2 separate regions of the Sus scrofa genome follow, and region 2 is linked to region 1. Evidence: chromatin contacts called from public HiChIP or PLAC-seq data. All regions are on one chromosome and are shown on one strand. Each heading gives the region's core, a stretch centred on a gene start, on an enhancer-like site or on the middle of the called end of the contact. The rest is flanking DNA. Distances are from core to core; before and after follow the strand shown.

Evidence for each region. HiChIP or PLAC-seq counts read pairs in DNA pulled down with a chosen protein or histone mark.
Region 2: an H3K27ac HiChIP or PLAC-seq map of alveolar macrophages shows a contact between it and region 1. The contact joins two enhancer-like sites. A contact is called at or near these places in 1 of 47 Hi-C or Micro-C datasets (embryonic fibroblasts) and 1 of 2 datasets of contacts at active chromatin or transcription factors (alveolar macrophages).

Annotation. Positions count from the first base shown.
Region 1 is chr7:92,211,257-92,218,755 of Sscrofa11.1, forward strand. The region is part of intron 11 of RAD51B (DNA repair protein RAD51 homolog 2); the gene reads left to right. Among named protein-coding and RNA genes, the nearest start is that of ZFP36L1, 280 kb to the right of the region's middle. Within about 2 kb of position 4,290, at least 13 of the 83 cell types and tissues checked have an H3K27ac peak or open chromatin away from gene starts, as enhancers often do. A contact at or near this core is called in alveolar macrophages, where this site is marked.
Region 2 is chr7:92,074,293-92,081,584 of Sscrofa11.1, forward strand. The region is part of intron 9 of RAD51B (DNA repair protein RAD51 homolog 2); the gene reads left to right. Among named protein-coding and RNA genes, the nearest start is that of ZFP36L1, 420 kb to the right of the region's middle. Within about 2 kb of position 2,754, at least 17 of the 83 cell types and tissues checked have an H3K27ac peak or open chromatin away from gene starts, as enhancers often do. A contact at or near this core is called in alveolar macrophages, where this site is marked.

The DNA.
Region 1 (7,499 bases), core at 3,040-5,539:
CTGGGGCTGGAAGGAAGTCATTTGCCAGCCCGGGATAAGGTGCGGTTTAAGAATTGAAGCCAGAATCCTCCTCACCTGCCTAATGCATTTCAGGGGAGGGTTGTTTTCAACTCCCAAATTACCTGCTAGGATTTCTAGACCTGAGATCCTATCTCCCCTCCGGCTGTTTTCTTTCATTTCCGATAAGCAAGACAAAGAAAGAAAAAAAAAAAAAAAAGAGTGAGAGGCTTAAGACCAACCTTCTCCTGCTCTTTTAAATAAAATTGCACACAGGGAGTGATTTCCTTGTCCGTCTCTGTAGAGCCGGCAGGAGAAGGGCCGGGACAGGCAGTCTGAAGCTCTGCTCCTGGGCGCCTGGGAGAACAAATGCAGCTGGGGGTGTTACAGAAAGCTCAGGGAATAGTGTGGACTTCGGGTGCCCACCAGAACTTTCTCATCTCCCTGCTGAAAGCTGTTCCATCTGCAACTTTCTCTTCTCAAGTGATAGCAACTCTGGCTCTCAGGCTGTTTAGGCCCCAAACCTAGACAGTCATACTTGATCCTTGGCTTTCTATCACAACCCCCCCCCCCGCCCCCGCTTCCAAGGTGGTGGGGAATCCTACTGGCTCTACTTTCAAAACCTATCCGGAGGAGTTACCATCATGGCTCAGTGGAAACGAACCCAACTAGTGTCTGGGAGGATGCGGGTTTGATCCCTGGCCTCACTCAGTGGGTTAAGGATCTGGGGTTGGCATGAACTGTGGTGTAGGTCACAGATGCAGCTCGGATCCCCCGTGGCTGTGGCCAGCAGCTGTAGCTCCAATTCAACCCCTAGCCTGGGAACTTCCATATGCCGCAGGTGCAGCCCTAAAAAGACAAAACAAACAACCTATCCAGAGTTCAACCAATTCTCACCATCCCTTCTGCCAGCATCCTGGTCCAAGGCAGCACCATCTCTTCCCTGGTCAACAGTGATAACTTCCTGTCTCCCTCATTCTACTTCCCACTAACTGGTCCCCCTGCTTCTACTTGCCCTACAGTATATTCTCAACATGCTCTGGCTCAAACCCCTAAATCACTCCCATCTCATCTAGAGTAAAAAGCCAAAGTCCTTCCAGTGGCCCTCCAGGCCCTGAAGGATCCGGCCCTTGTTAGCGGCAACTTTCCCACCCCCTCCTCTCCCCCTTGGTTATTCCTCCAGCCACACTGGCCTCCTTGCTTTCTTCAAAAACACCAGCTACGCATCCGCATTGGAGCCTTTGCTGCAGCTGTTCCCTCACCTCTTCAAGTCTTCCCTAAAATGTCACTTTCTCACCAAGGCGCCTCCTGATCGCCTAGCTCATCTCAAGCTCTCCCCGTACCCCTTGCATTCCCACTTCCTGTGACCTGACTCTGCCTTTCCCCCCTTAAGTCATCACTTTCTAACATGCCACAGTTGCCCCTCTGTGCCCACAGGAGTTGTTTCCAGGAACCCCTGTGGATCCCCAAATCCATATATCGGCAGGTGGCACTCCTGCAGAGGGTCGACTGTACCAAATTGTGTATTGGTTGTGATTATTATTTTTATCACTTCTCACTTCTGGAACTGTAATCTCCTCAAGGGCAGGGACCCTGGCCTGTTTCATTCACTGCTCTCTCCAGTGCCTCCAGGCACTTGGCTCGGAACTGCTCTTCTTCTACCATCAGTGACCCAAGTTTGCCTGCCAGTGACCCCCTCTTGAAGACCTGCACTATTCAGGGAGCCTGGTCTGAGAAGGGCGAGAGCTGATGCGAGCCCCAAGCATCACCAGGCAAAACATCCAACAGGCTAAGGCTGCAGGGAGGGTTAAACTCATAAGGGGGCACCTGCTACGTTCAATTGCAGAAGAAACAGAGCTAGAAGGAACTGCCCCTAAGCTCATGGAGGGTGAGGAAGAAGTTGCTTGAGCGATGGTATGACTATAAAGCAACGAGAAGAGGAAGGAGGAGGAGGAGAAAAAGGAGGAAGAGGAAGAGAAGGGGGAGGGGGAGGAGGAGGAAGAAGAGGGAGAGGAGGGAGGGAGAAGATGAGAAGGAGGAAGAAGAGGCAGAGCGGGAGAAGGAGGAAGGGGAGGGGGAGGAGGAGGAAAAGCAGCAGCAAAGAGGAGAAGGAGGAGCGCGGGGGAGGAGGAGATTTTCAATCTGATGAAGACCCCAAAGCCTTTGTTTATGTGGTTGTATCCGTTGGTAGATCCTGGGGTAGCCAGCCTCCAGAATAGCCCCCATGGATCCTTATCTCCCAGCATGTATGCCCATTGTGTCCTGAATCAGGGCTGGTCTACGTGCCAACAGAAAATGGCACAAGTAAGGATGTGTGAATTCAGAGGCTGGGCCATGAAAGGGACTACGGGCTTCTACTTGGTCTCTTCTATTGTTTCCTCTGGAGGAAACGAATCACCATATTCTGAGTACCCTGGGCGAGACTATGTGAAGAGGAGCGAAGGCCCTTCTCAAGAGCCAGCCACAAGTCGCAAGGCTTGTGAGTGAGCAACCTTGAAAGCAGGTCCTCCAGCCCTCGTCAAGCCTCATGGCCCAAATCTCTCAAGAGACCCTGAGCCAGAAAAGCCCAGCCAAGCCACTCCTGGATTCCTAAATCCGCAGCAACTCTGAGGGGTGACAAGGGATCGCTGTTGCTTTAACCCACAAGGCTTTGGGATATTTTGCTCTGCGGTGATAGATATTTAAATCATCTACCAGGGCAAAAATTAAAACAGAAGAGAGGTCTCTTGTGACACAGTGGGTTAAGGATCGGGCGTTGTCATTGCAAGGGCCCAGGTTGCTGCTATTCAATCCCTCGCCTGCGAACTTCCACATGTTGTAGGCACAGCCAAAAAAAAAAAAAGAAAAAAATCCCAGAAAAATATTTAATATTTCTTTCTTAATCCATTTAACATATGTTTATATGAATCAATTCACATGAATTCATAAAAACTGATAAGTTGATAGATTTGTTCAAAAATTTGAAATAACACAATCTTCCTGTAAAAATAATTGTTTCCCACAATAAAATAGGACAAAACTTAATGAGAAGAATGACAGTGTTTTACATTTTTGCAAATCTCTTTAATGTCTGACTTAATAGAAAACAGCTGGATTCTCATATCTGCTTCTGCGTTCAATCAGCTGTGATAATATTGTTTGGGTTGAAGTTTATAAAGGAAACCCAGCCTCGCATAGATATGTAGCTGGAAAAGGGAGGAATATTTTTAATAGCCTTTTCAGATAATTGTGGATAGTCTTCTTTGACACTATACCAGAGCCCGACAAATGGCAGTTTATTAAGGGTTACTTGCAGTATGGAATCTGAAACTATGTCAATGAACTCTTTGTGCTCAGTTACATTAAAATCTGTTTGGTCTGTCTTGCGCTTTGAATGGCTCTTTTGCCCGTGCATGATTTTGTAATACTCTGCATGGTCATTTGGAAAATATTGCTTCACTAAGTTAATGCAGATCTGAATTTCATCTCTTTCCTGATGAAAACTAAAAATTCACATTTGTTAATATCACCACTGATCTCATCAGAAACATCTCCAAGTACAGAAAGGGTGGCAGATACAAGTTTTCATAAACTCTCGTTTTTGCTTGAAAGCCTCTATTTTGGCAACAAGCACGGTCAATTATCTTTCTCGAAGTGACAAATTCAAATGGTTCATTTAGGGGAAAACAGCTGTCAAATAACCAAGTCCTCATAACCGTGGCGATTTTGTCCTTTCGAGTAAACATGGTGTTTCATAAAAGTGCTAGTTCAGCTCGCAACTCACTCTCACAAATGCTTTTTCTCCAAACAACTGTTGTACTTCAGGATCCACCAGAGTGCTTTCTTAATGCTTACTTTCCAATTAACCACACACATTTAGTAAAAAGATGTCGCACTTTGGGCAAGATTTCATGAAATTCATAATTTTTACTCTTTCAGCTTGGGCAGGCTTAACTGATTGCCTTTTTTTGTTGTTGTTTTTTATTCATTTGTTTTTTGGTCCCATGACCTCATGGCAGTGAAGAATATGACCAGCAGTATGGTGTCTGGCACGAGCAATTTTGCCCAAATGTCAACATGGTGAAGAAGGCAAATAACATCTTGGAGTTATGATGAAAGTAGTTTGGACCTTGCAGCTATCTTCTCAGGGTCTTGGGGTCCATAAACCTCACTTTAAATACCCATTCCTTTAGGGAAATGGGTGCTGTTGCATCGCTTCTAGCATTTGGCGTGAATGTGCTACACACTCACCCTAAGACATGCGTGTGCCAGGTCTTTGAGTCAGACTGTCATGGCTGCCGGCTATTGCATCAGCTAGAAACAGTGGCTTATTAGACACTGGCTTATTCTCGTGGATGGATCAGATATAGGATGAGTTCTTTATAGAAGGAAGTTAGGGTCTTTTATGCTTCTCTTTGCCCCACTTGTGAAAGAATGTGAATGTGGGAGGAAGCCAGGCTCTGAGAAATTACTTGGACAATTAGGGTTGAACAATTCAGGAGGAATGAGGAAGCTAACTCTTGTGCCTTTTGCTTTGTACTGCTTTTCTTCGCTCCTTTTCGTCCAATGAGCAGTGAAAGCTCAGTGGACCTCGGAAGGCATCCTTTTCAGAGCAGAGGGGTCCTTCGAGCTCCAAGCTTGAAGTGGGTAGGGTCTCACCCACACCAGTGGTACCGCCATCAGGATGAGAGACTCAGCAGGCTGCATTTGTCCCAATGGTCACAGCATCCACAAGGATTTTATCCCTGTGGGAGAGCCGGCAGCCTTGCCTCTCCTGAGGCCCCTCAGCATTCCTGCAGTGGACTCTGAGCAAGACAGGAGGGACGGGGTTATTTTTCAGCCTATTTCAGTTTAGCTTTTTTCTGCCGACATACTGAAGGGGTTTGACCTGACACCTGACTGGGCTTGCTTGGTTCTTTGGTGAGTGATTGGCTCTTTGGTTCCGTCTGTGATCACGGCCCCAGTCTATGGGCGAGAAACAACAAGCAGTTGTGTGCAGAGCCCTGGGAACTGGAGACCTCACCACATCTGTTCGCCTAGTCGGGGGTGGGAGGAAATCACCAAAACCTTCCAACGTGGGGCCGGAGCCTGGAGACAAAGGGGACGCCTGAAGCCGCTGGCGACCCTGGGTCATATGACCACCCCATGGTTCTCTTCCAAGCCCCTTTCATCCCCTCAGGTCCCCAACACTCAGCCTTTTCATCATCCTGCAGGTCAGCAGGATCGAGTTCATGCACGTCGACAAGAAAGCTTATCAAACGGAGGCAGAGGCAGGTGTTTGCAAACCGCCTCCCTGCTGAAAGCTGGGTTGAACAAGGTTGACAGTGTGGCAGAGGCCAACGTCCCACACGAACAGTATTTTCTTTCCTGGAGCTCTCGCCCTATCCTCTCTTCTGCTTTGGAACCCCTAGAGGTCTCTGGGAACCAGCCTCTGAAACAAACTATTCAAAGCACTGAGGATTTAGGGGGAAACAAACAAACAACTCAACTAAGGGATGTGACATTGCCGGCTGAACAGTGGCCTTTCTATGCCAGAGCCCGGGACCCACCATGCAGAGGCATCCAGAGGCTCCCATCCAGTGGCCTGCTAAGCCAGTTCCTGTGCCGTGGTAAGGACTGATTGCAGACACCTTTTCCCATCTTCAAGATCAAGATGTCGTGTTGGTAGCTTGACCCGACCATGATGGGGCTATTTACATCACAGAAATCAGCATGCTACCAACCAGGCTTTCTCCCCTCTAAAACTAGTTGTTAAACATTTACCAGCATGCCAGTGTCTTCACTGGAGACACCCTTGTTCCAAGTATGATTTTCAGACCAGTTATATCTGAACTTCCTAGGGGAGGGGGGGGGGGAAAGAGGGGGTGGTAAAGGTGGTGTTATTTCAAATGCAGATTTCCACGCCAGCCTGAACTAACTGAGTCAGAGTCTCTGGGATGGGGGGGAAAAATGCATTTTTAGCAGGGTTACAAATAAATTTGCTCAAGTTTGAGACTTGAGGCCTAGGGAGTGGGAGAGAAGAAGGGGCTGTACATCTGGCTTTTGGCATCTGGAAGGAACAGCTGGCCTCCGTCCCAGTTGGCCTGAGCATGGACAGCTGTTTTCCCTTGAGATATAAACTTCATGACAGGAAAAGGAGGTGGGAACGCTGGGGTCCCATCCACCCACTGACAACATGATTGGTTCTTCCTTGGCTCTCAGGATGTTCTCCACTTTCTAACCCCGAGACTTTGACTCCAGACAACGTGAGCAAAAGCCCAGACACATGCATTAACATGAAGAAAGCCACCGCCATTCATACCATCAATAGGGACTTAGGAGCCAGGCAGGGCCCACGATCAGTTTCTATATTAGATTGCCCAGGACAGCATTTATCTTTCAGATTTGTACAGGCATTAGCAGGAGCTTTCACAACCAGATATGATTTATGAAACAAGGACCTTGTTTACTTTAGCCTATTGGGCCTGGAAGAGAAGGGCCTTTAAAGCAGAATGAAAAAGAGAAGAAGAGAAATCTTTCTTTCCTCAGATATGAAACAGAAAGATTACAGAGGGCCCAACTCTGCTTTTGACTTGTTTTGCATCAACTGCAGGGAGTCGTTCAGATTAATTTTTCCTGAGAATTTGACTGCATTTTCTAACAGTCCTGGGAGGTAGGTATTGATGAGAAAGCAAAGATGAGACCAGGTCACATGAAAACAGAGCTGGATTAATGGAAGAGCTGGAGTTTGGACTCCAGTTCTGATGACCAAAAAAACCCATGCATTTTTCTCCCAAGCACAGGGCAGTATTTCTTCTGCATGTGGTTGGAGCCCAGAGGAGTCCTTAATAGGCCATTGTGACTTAATAGGGACAGTGACACTGGACACCTAAGCTCAAAGTAACGTGAATTCCTAAACCATCAGAGCTCCTTATATCCTGATGCAAATTTGGAAACATAATCCATAGTCACATGTAAAACTTTCAAGATTGCAAGCTATTAAATTAGAAACTATTAGATTATTGGCTATTAGATTAACCACTGGAATGGATAATTGAGAGTTGACCATATGGATGAATATAATTTGAGCGCTCCCTATATGAGACATTTAGACTTGCAGCAATTTGTCAAGTTCATGATCAGGGCCTACATATTTCCTCTAACTGTTCAGGGTTTTTTTTGAACATGAAACTTTATCATGTGGGAGGAGGAAGTGGCTACATGGCCTACTTTAGGAAAACAAGATGTAATCTCAAGTATTTTTTGCCAGGTTTCATGGCTTTCTTACACCTAGACACGCTCTTCCTGACCCAAGGCCTCATCTCCACTTTGAAATCATTCATTCATTCAGCAACTGTCTAGTAAGGACCTGCTGTGTGTCAGGCACTAGGCTGGGTGTGGGGGAAGAACAGGAAGCAGATGGCCCCTTCTCTCATCCTTGTCGGTGTAAAGTCTATTGGGAGACAGGTAGTATACACAATACAGAAATAAATATGTGATTATATATTGTCCTAAAGGCTATGAAAGAAAAGTACATGGTACAA
Region 2 (7,292 bases), core at 1,504-4,003, 140 kb before region 1:
AGTGCCTAGCACACAGTTGAGTTCTCCGAAAATGTAAAGATTAGCTCTTGTCATTGTTTTTATTGATCCTTGAGTGGGGTACTAAAATTCCTAAAGGAGAGTGAGATAAGGGCAATGCATTAATGCATACTGATAGTTATTACAGCCACTACTATTGATCACTATGTGTCAAGCACTTTTTAAAGGATTTTTCATATGTGAATGCATTTAACTCTCACAACCTGATGACATAGGTACAATCGCTGGCTCTTTTTACAGGTAAGGAGACGGCAATGACAGATTAAATTGGGGCACTCAGGTTTGCGTCCTGGTTCTAGAACCTATACTCTTTCAAATCATCATTACTCTGCCCAAAAGTGAGCACCAGGCCTAAAAGAAACATCATAGAAAGGTGATATGTTTAATTCCTTCTCATTCCTTTCTCGACTGTGTGTTTTCAGGGCGGTGAGTAAGAGGCAGTACCTCTGGTGTTTGTGCACAGTCCCAGGAGGAGGGCGGGTAACCCAGAGTCATCTGTGTTCCTGGTAAACAACTCAAAATGGGCAGAACCTTGTGCACCAAACCTGACCTCTGCGAACCAGTGTTTCCCAGTTGCCAGCTTGGCACAAAACCGCGCATTACCAGAGTTGAGGCCATTTTTGTGAAGAAAGATTTTTTTTTATTAGCACAAAATTGTTTTTCATATTTACTCTTGTAACTCTTGAGACTGCAAGACACCACATCTCCCTGTTTCTAGAGGCCAAAACAAATGCCATGAATGAGGACAATTTTTGCAGCTCTTTTTCAGAAACTTGGTCCTGTGCAGAGAGCAGAATGAACTTAGGTGAATAAACAGTCAAAAGCAAGGCATACACCTCAACGCTACATATTTGCATAGGAAAGCACTAAAGGAATTTCATCCATACACTATACATTTGGTGTGTTGATAATATGTTATTCTTTCTGCTTATCTGTGGTTTCTGAATTTTCGTCAGTGTTAGAGTCAGAATGTGGTAAGGGTGCAGGTGGGGACTCAGGACGCTTCCTGGCTGCTGTGTGCTGGCTCCTCTCACCTGTGCCCGCTCCTGCAGGGCTGCCTCACTGGGCTCATCACCTAGGCCTTAGCATCACTCTGTGGTTCCAGCGGTGGGCCAGGGCAGAGGGCCAGGGCTGGTGTCATTGCCCAGTGTTAAAAAAGATGCTCTATCACGGTGTCTCCACCAGGACTCCAGGAGGAGCCGGAAACAGGCTGCGTGCGTGCGTGCATGCATGTGTGTGTGTGGTGTGTGGTGTGGTGTGTGTGTTGAAAGGAGAGGCGCCAATTTAGTAAGACTCAGAGCCCTCCCTTCACTGGTGAGCGGCCATGTGCCCAGGTACAAGATGGAAATCACAGAGCCCCCTAAATAAAAGGTAAAATCCATGATGTGTTAGCATCTTGGAGAGAGTGCTGTGCTCCAGGGAGACCCTCTTCTGACCCGGGCTGCCCTCCCTTTTTCTGCACAGGCTCTGAATGGGGGCCCCAAGGTAGTGGGCTCTTTCTCGGATGCCCGCGGGGTATGGCCGAGTAACTGTCCCTTTGGCATGTGCTTGGCCTTCAGGTCGCCATCAGGCTCCTCCTAACACGTTCTCGTCCGTCCTCTGCCATCCTCTCTCCTCGCAGGGCTGCACTTGTGTCCCTGTCCCCCGCCCTCCTCCCCCGGCTCCCAGCCACCCCCTCACCCCATGCCCGCTTCTCCCCTCCCACTCCCCTCCTGGGCCCCAGAAGAGCCCTCTCTTGACTCAAGACACCCATTAAACAGAGTGAGACACTAACAATCGGCGGGCACTTTGTGAAGAGGGCCAATTAGAAGGCGGATTGACCAGAGCGAGCCGCGGGACGTCCAGAAAGACGCTTGGCTTCTGGGGAGTGGGAGCCTAATCCCGTTACTGGCCGGCGGGAGACTCCGGGGGCCGCGAGCCTCATCCCTGCTGGGCCTGGAGGCATGTCATTGGACGCCGGCCGGGCCTGGAGGGCTCCGCTGGGCAGCAGCATCCCCCCACCCCCGTCCGCCCCCAGCCCCCCTCGCGTTTCTTTTCTTTCGCAGTGACACACACTGCAGTGCCTCTGAGGTCATTTGTTTCCCACAGCCTCACAGGGCGCTGTGGCAACCAGGGGGACAATGATCTCTCACAGGAATGATGGGAGGCCTTGTTTTGCCTTAAATAAGCCCCTTCAAGGGAGCAGTAAGGTCTGTTGTGTGTGCAGTTTTTTTTTTTTTTTTTCCTTTTTTCAGAAAATCCTCTTGCCCATAGTTCCAGTGTGAAGTACTCAGGCAACTTCAATCGAAGACGTGAAGAATCGTGTGTGTGTGTGTGTGTGTGTGTGTGTTTAATTTTATTTTTATTGCTGTTTTGAGCCTAGGATCAGGTTTTCCCTTCTGCCAGTTTTCCCACTCATGCTCCCGAGACCCCAGCGTTCTTTGGAGAGTTTTAGGCAGGAAGTGGCAGGTGTTGGGGCAGAGACGCCCATAGCTCCGCGCTGGCATTCTCACTGCCCTTGACTGGCCAGGCTGCCCTGGGATGAGTGCCTCAGAGCTGTGGTACTCTGGCACTTGGCTCAGGCTCTCCTGGGCCTGCAGGAAGTGCTTGGGCCTGGAGATGGAGGGCTGGAATTCACAGCAGAGTGAGCGTGAGCTGGGAGAAAAGGAACTTTGAGGGCCCCTCCGACCATCAGCTTTAATGGCACTGCTTGTATGTGGAAAGAAAAGGGCCTGTATGTGAAATAGGGAAAAAAGAGAAGTCAGATTCTGTGCCGGCTTTAGCTGTTTAATGAGGAACGATGTGAGGTTATTTCTATCCACACTCTGATAGCACCGCTGGAAAGCAAGGAGCCATCGTATTTGTCTTATGATCCCAGTGTTTTCGGTCTTAAGACCTATGAGTTGGCTAATCTTTCGAGCTTGCATGTGCATGCATTATTATTTGTAAAGGCTTTTTATTTGGTGAATTATGGTGCATCATATAATCTAGATATTTCATCTGGAGAAATTGAGGCTAGGCAGATTCAAGTCTTTCCCCAAACCACACGATGAATTAATTTCAAAGTTTAAGATGAAAACCCAGCTCCTTTAGTTTCCAGATCATTAACTAATCAGTGTGGTCTACAAATTCTTTCTCCTTGTTCAAAAAAAAAGAAAAGAAAAGAAGAGAAAACAAACAGAAAAGGCAATCAAGACCTTCTCTCTCATCTAGGCCATATGTACTATCAGAAACTGTCTGGCTGTCTAAATTATATTTTAAAACTATCTTCCTTTACTTTGTATAAGTCATACTCCCAACTGTTTACAAAATGTTATCACCTCTTTGACATATCAGACTCCAAAACTGTTGGCTTTATGACTGGCCACTAGAAGAATATAATATTTTCCCCTTACCTTTTCATTTCCTGACTTTTTTCCAGTGATAATTTTAATACATTTGTGAAATACTCGGGCAGGAAGGAGAGTTTTCCAGATGTTCCTGTTGATTGCTCTGTTGCGACCACAGAACAATTCAAAGACTGGTATCGCTTTTTTTGTAAATTGAAGAAACATTTTTTTTTTTGATAACTAGATATCCTTGAGCATAATAAACACTTCTAAGATTAACTCTTAACAACCCCAGTGTCATTTTAATTGTTCAGAAATTCTGAAGTGGGAGTCCTGGAAGTTCTGATAAATGGATTGACATATTGTCTTATTTCTCTGGACCATCTGTTAAATGCTTATTCTCAACTGTTCATTAGCTTCAAATAACAAACAGACCACAGTCAATTCCCAAAAGATACCCAGTGTCTCTCTCTTACAGTAAGAGGACATTGGCCAGACCATCTTTTCTCTGGCCATAATGGAAGTGTTCCAGTCTTAACTAAAGCTAGACCAACTCATGTTTAGTATTCTTATTAAGGAAACAGCAAAAATAAATATGTCACTAACATAAGGTCTATAGCAGATGATGAATGGCAAAAGAACACCCCTGATCTACTGTCCTTGACAAGCTACCTTCTGAGATGTTTGACTCTAAGGAAGTGTAGCTTGTCCCTGGTTTGCCTGGACTCAAGCAGCATTCCCTCCGGTTCTTCCGAACATCTCCCCAGAGGCTCTTTGCCTCCTGTCAAATCGCACTGTGTCTTCCAGATGCACAGGAGATGAGTTTAAGTCCAAAATGGTTAGGGTTAGGGTCCAAAATGTTGAGTAGCTAGAAACTGGCCATGGCGGCTTTGGGAGCTGGTAAATAAATAACAGGCTTGTTGTCCCACACCCTGGTTTAATGCTCTCAAGAGGTTCTTATGTTGCTCACATTAGTGGGCATGTAAATGAAACCCCTGTTGGCCTTGGCAGATATTGGCCTCTTCTGTGACCTTGTTTGACTGAAACAAAAAGTCATTGGTGGAACAAAATTTCAGAGCTCTGAACTTGGTTGAAAGAAAAGGGCAATTCTCTGAATTGGGTAATTGGATCACCCTCGCAAGTGCCCTAGGGCTTATATCAAACATATAAGAAGGGGATTAATAACTGGAGTGTATAAATGAGCTTCAGGCAGCTTCCAACGGTAACGTTTCACTCTCAGGGGCTTTAGGACATAAAAACAGATTTTTTTTTTTCCAGGGCATTTTGAAGTGCCCCTTATAAAATGTGGGCAGGTACTGCAGACTACTGTGGAATCCTTGTAATTGTGCATGGTTCAGTCTCACCAGCAGGTGACCTGAAAGCCTCTACAAAATAGCCACTTAATAAAACTGTCCATGGGCTATGTTTATTGGAACTAAGAGATGATAAGTATATTATGTCAAATTTGCTTGAGTTTCATTTCCTTGGTTGGCATTTTATTATCTAGACTAAATTAGATATATCCATAGAATGGAAAGTTCCACCATCTTCCTATTTTTTTAGTTGAGTCAGTGAAAAAATTCCAAGACTTAACCACAGACCCATATGCTTGTGAATCGTAAGGAAGCTATTGGAGAAGCTGAAAACATTGAAAAAATTAATGTGTTGATTTATTCGTTAATATGCATACTCAATATTTATTTCATGCCTACTATTACCAGACTTCAGAATATAAAGAACATGAAGTAGAGCAAGACCCATGGACAGATATTTGAAATACAGGTCCATAAAGATCGAGGGAACAGGTGAGAAGGGAGCCATTGCTTCTTAGGAATGGGGGGTTTCAGAGAGGGCTAAAGGTGACCAGAGGTGAGTCCAGGAGGCAGAAGAATGGAGAAGAGTATTCTAGGTAGAGGGTTCAGCACTGAAAAAGGTTATGCACAAACACCACGTTAGTGAGTGATCTGGCCCAGAGCAGCGATGGAAGCCAAGGTCATCGTTCTTTTCTTGGAGAAGCATCAAGAGGGGTCCTTTTAGATGCTGAGGAAGTTGGATTATTAGTGATGGAGGCAAACTTTTGTGGCCACAACTTGGGTAGAAAGGGGGAAAAAAGTAAAAACTTTTGAAAATATATTGTTTTGGAAATATTTCTTTAAGGGTATGAACATTCTGTCTGAGCCCTCTGGCACTCACAACAGAAGAACTCGTGGGGGAACATTCTAGAATTGATTATTATCTTCATAGCTATAGATCTGTCTGGATGCCAAAAAGAATTTGCAGAATACTACTATTTATTTTTTGCTAATCCAATTTAAAAGTACCCCCTCTCCCCGCCCACTGAGGAAATACTACCAAAGCTGGGTTGAGTTACTTCTAAGAACTAGAATGCCAGAACGCTAATCAGAAAAGGGAACTAACTTTAATCATGACCCAAGTATTTATTTTCATTTCTCTCCTATAATTTGAATAGAAACCTATGACATAAGTGTTTTATCTATATAGTCACAAATGAGAAAACGGTTAAATAAATTCCTTAGAATCCCACAGCTGTTACATGGCAAAGCCCATGTCCTCATTATCCGATCTCCTGCCCTTCATAGCTAAATCTTTAGGCTTAGGTCCATCCACAGAAATAAAAGCAAAGTACTTGAATTCTCTCATATTTGTTTTGGTTTTGTCAAAGACCATGTTTTTCTTCCTATAGAATTGTTTGAGTCTTCTTTTTCTCCCCTCCCCCCCCGCCGCAATACCTGGGTTTTTCTAGCCAAAGGTAGCAAATAGGCTCCACCTGCCATTCATTTCCAAAGGACCAATCATCCAAAGGCCAATTGGACTGCTGTGTTATAACTACATAGTAGCAGCTCTCCCAGGCTCTATAGCGGGGGAGTGGTATATGGCCTGCATATGTGTTATCAGGGCTACTGCATTAGCGTCTTTACATTACTCCTAAGATGGTAAATGTGATGAATCTCTAAAGTCCTAACATAAGAAAATCACACCTCCTTCCCAAAGTAGGAAACTGCTTCTACATAAAGAAATGAAAAATCACAGTAAATTTGTAAGGAAGACTTGCAATCTAAGAATTAAATGAGAAGGTCTGTAAAGGCTAGATGAAATAGATTACAAACGTCTGAAGAGTGGCTGCAAAATCAAGTTGGGATATTCATTTTCAGGGTAGCTGCTAGAATCTGTTTATTGTTTTCTATTTTTAGGGTTATTGTATGTTTCCCCTCCATGCACAGTGAGATGGCAACCACAGAAAGCACTGGTCTCCTGAGTCCCTCAGCTGTACAGCTGAGCCGGTACCCAGCTTTCCTCCCCATACCCGCCCTGGCTTGTCCTGAGGAGGCTGGTGATTCACCCTCTTGGGAGAAGAGACATGGTTCCATATTGATATCACCCATTGGGCTCATTGCTTCAATTCCCAGATTGTTCATGTGTTTGTTGACTTTTCATCTAAAAATAAAAGTCACTTAGCCCAGTGCCAGTGGGTTTGGCTATTTGTAAAATTTAGAAACCCATTTAGGAAACCACCATGAGGATTTTCTTGGCGGTGTATCAGATTTGGCATGTTGTACTTCAGCACACCAGCTCTTGCACAGATTGAATCCATCGAGTTGAGTTATAGAGAACCTCCCTAAGAAAAGCAGAACACTCAAGAAGTAGTTTTGGTAATCCACAAAGCATTGCTCTGCCCTTAAGTTTCTATCCGTGTCCTACCATTCTTCCTTCTTGGGAGAAAATATGAAATTGAAGTTCTACCCTTCTCAAGGGAAAAAGTGCTAGCTACTTGGAATTTTGGTGCAACTCAGTCATTGATTTTCCTCTTCCCTAAGCATCTCCTGTTCTTTAAATGGGTGCCACATCCTTTATTTTCCTCCCAAGTCATAATACATTATTTCTGGCTGCTAGAATCCATGCTAGAGCCCATTGCATTTAAGTAATGGATGGAATAATCATAGTGAC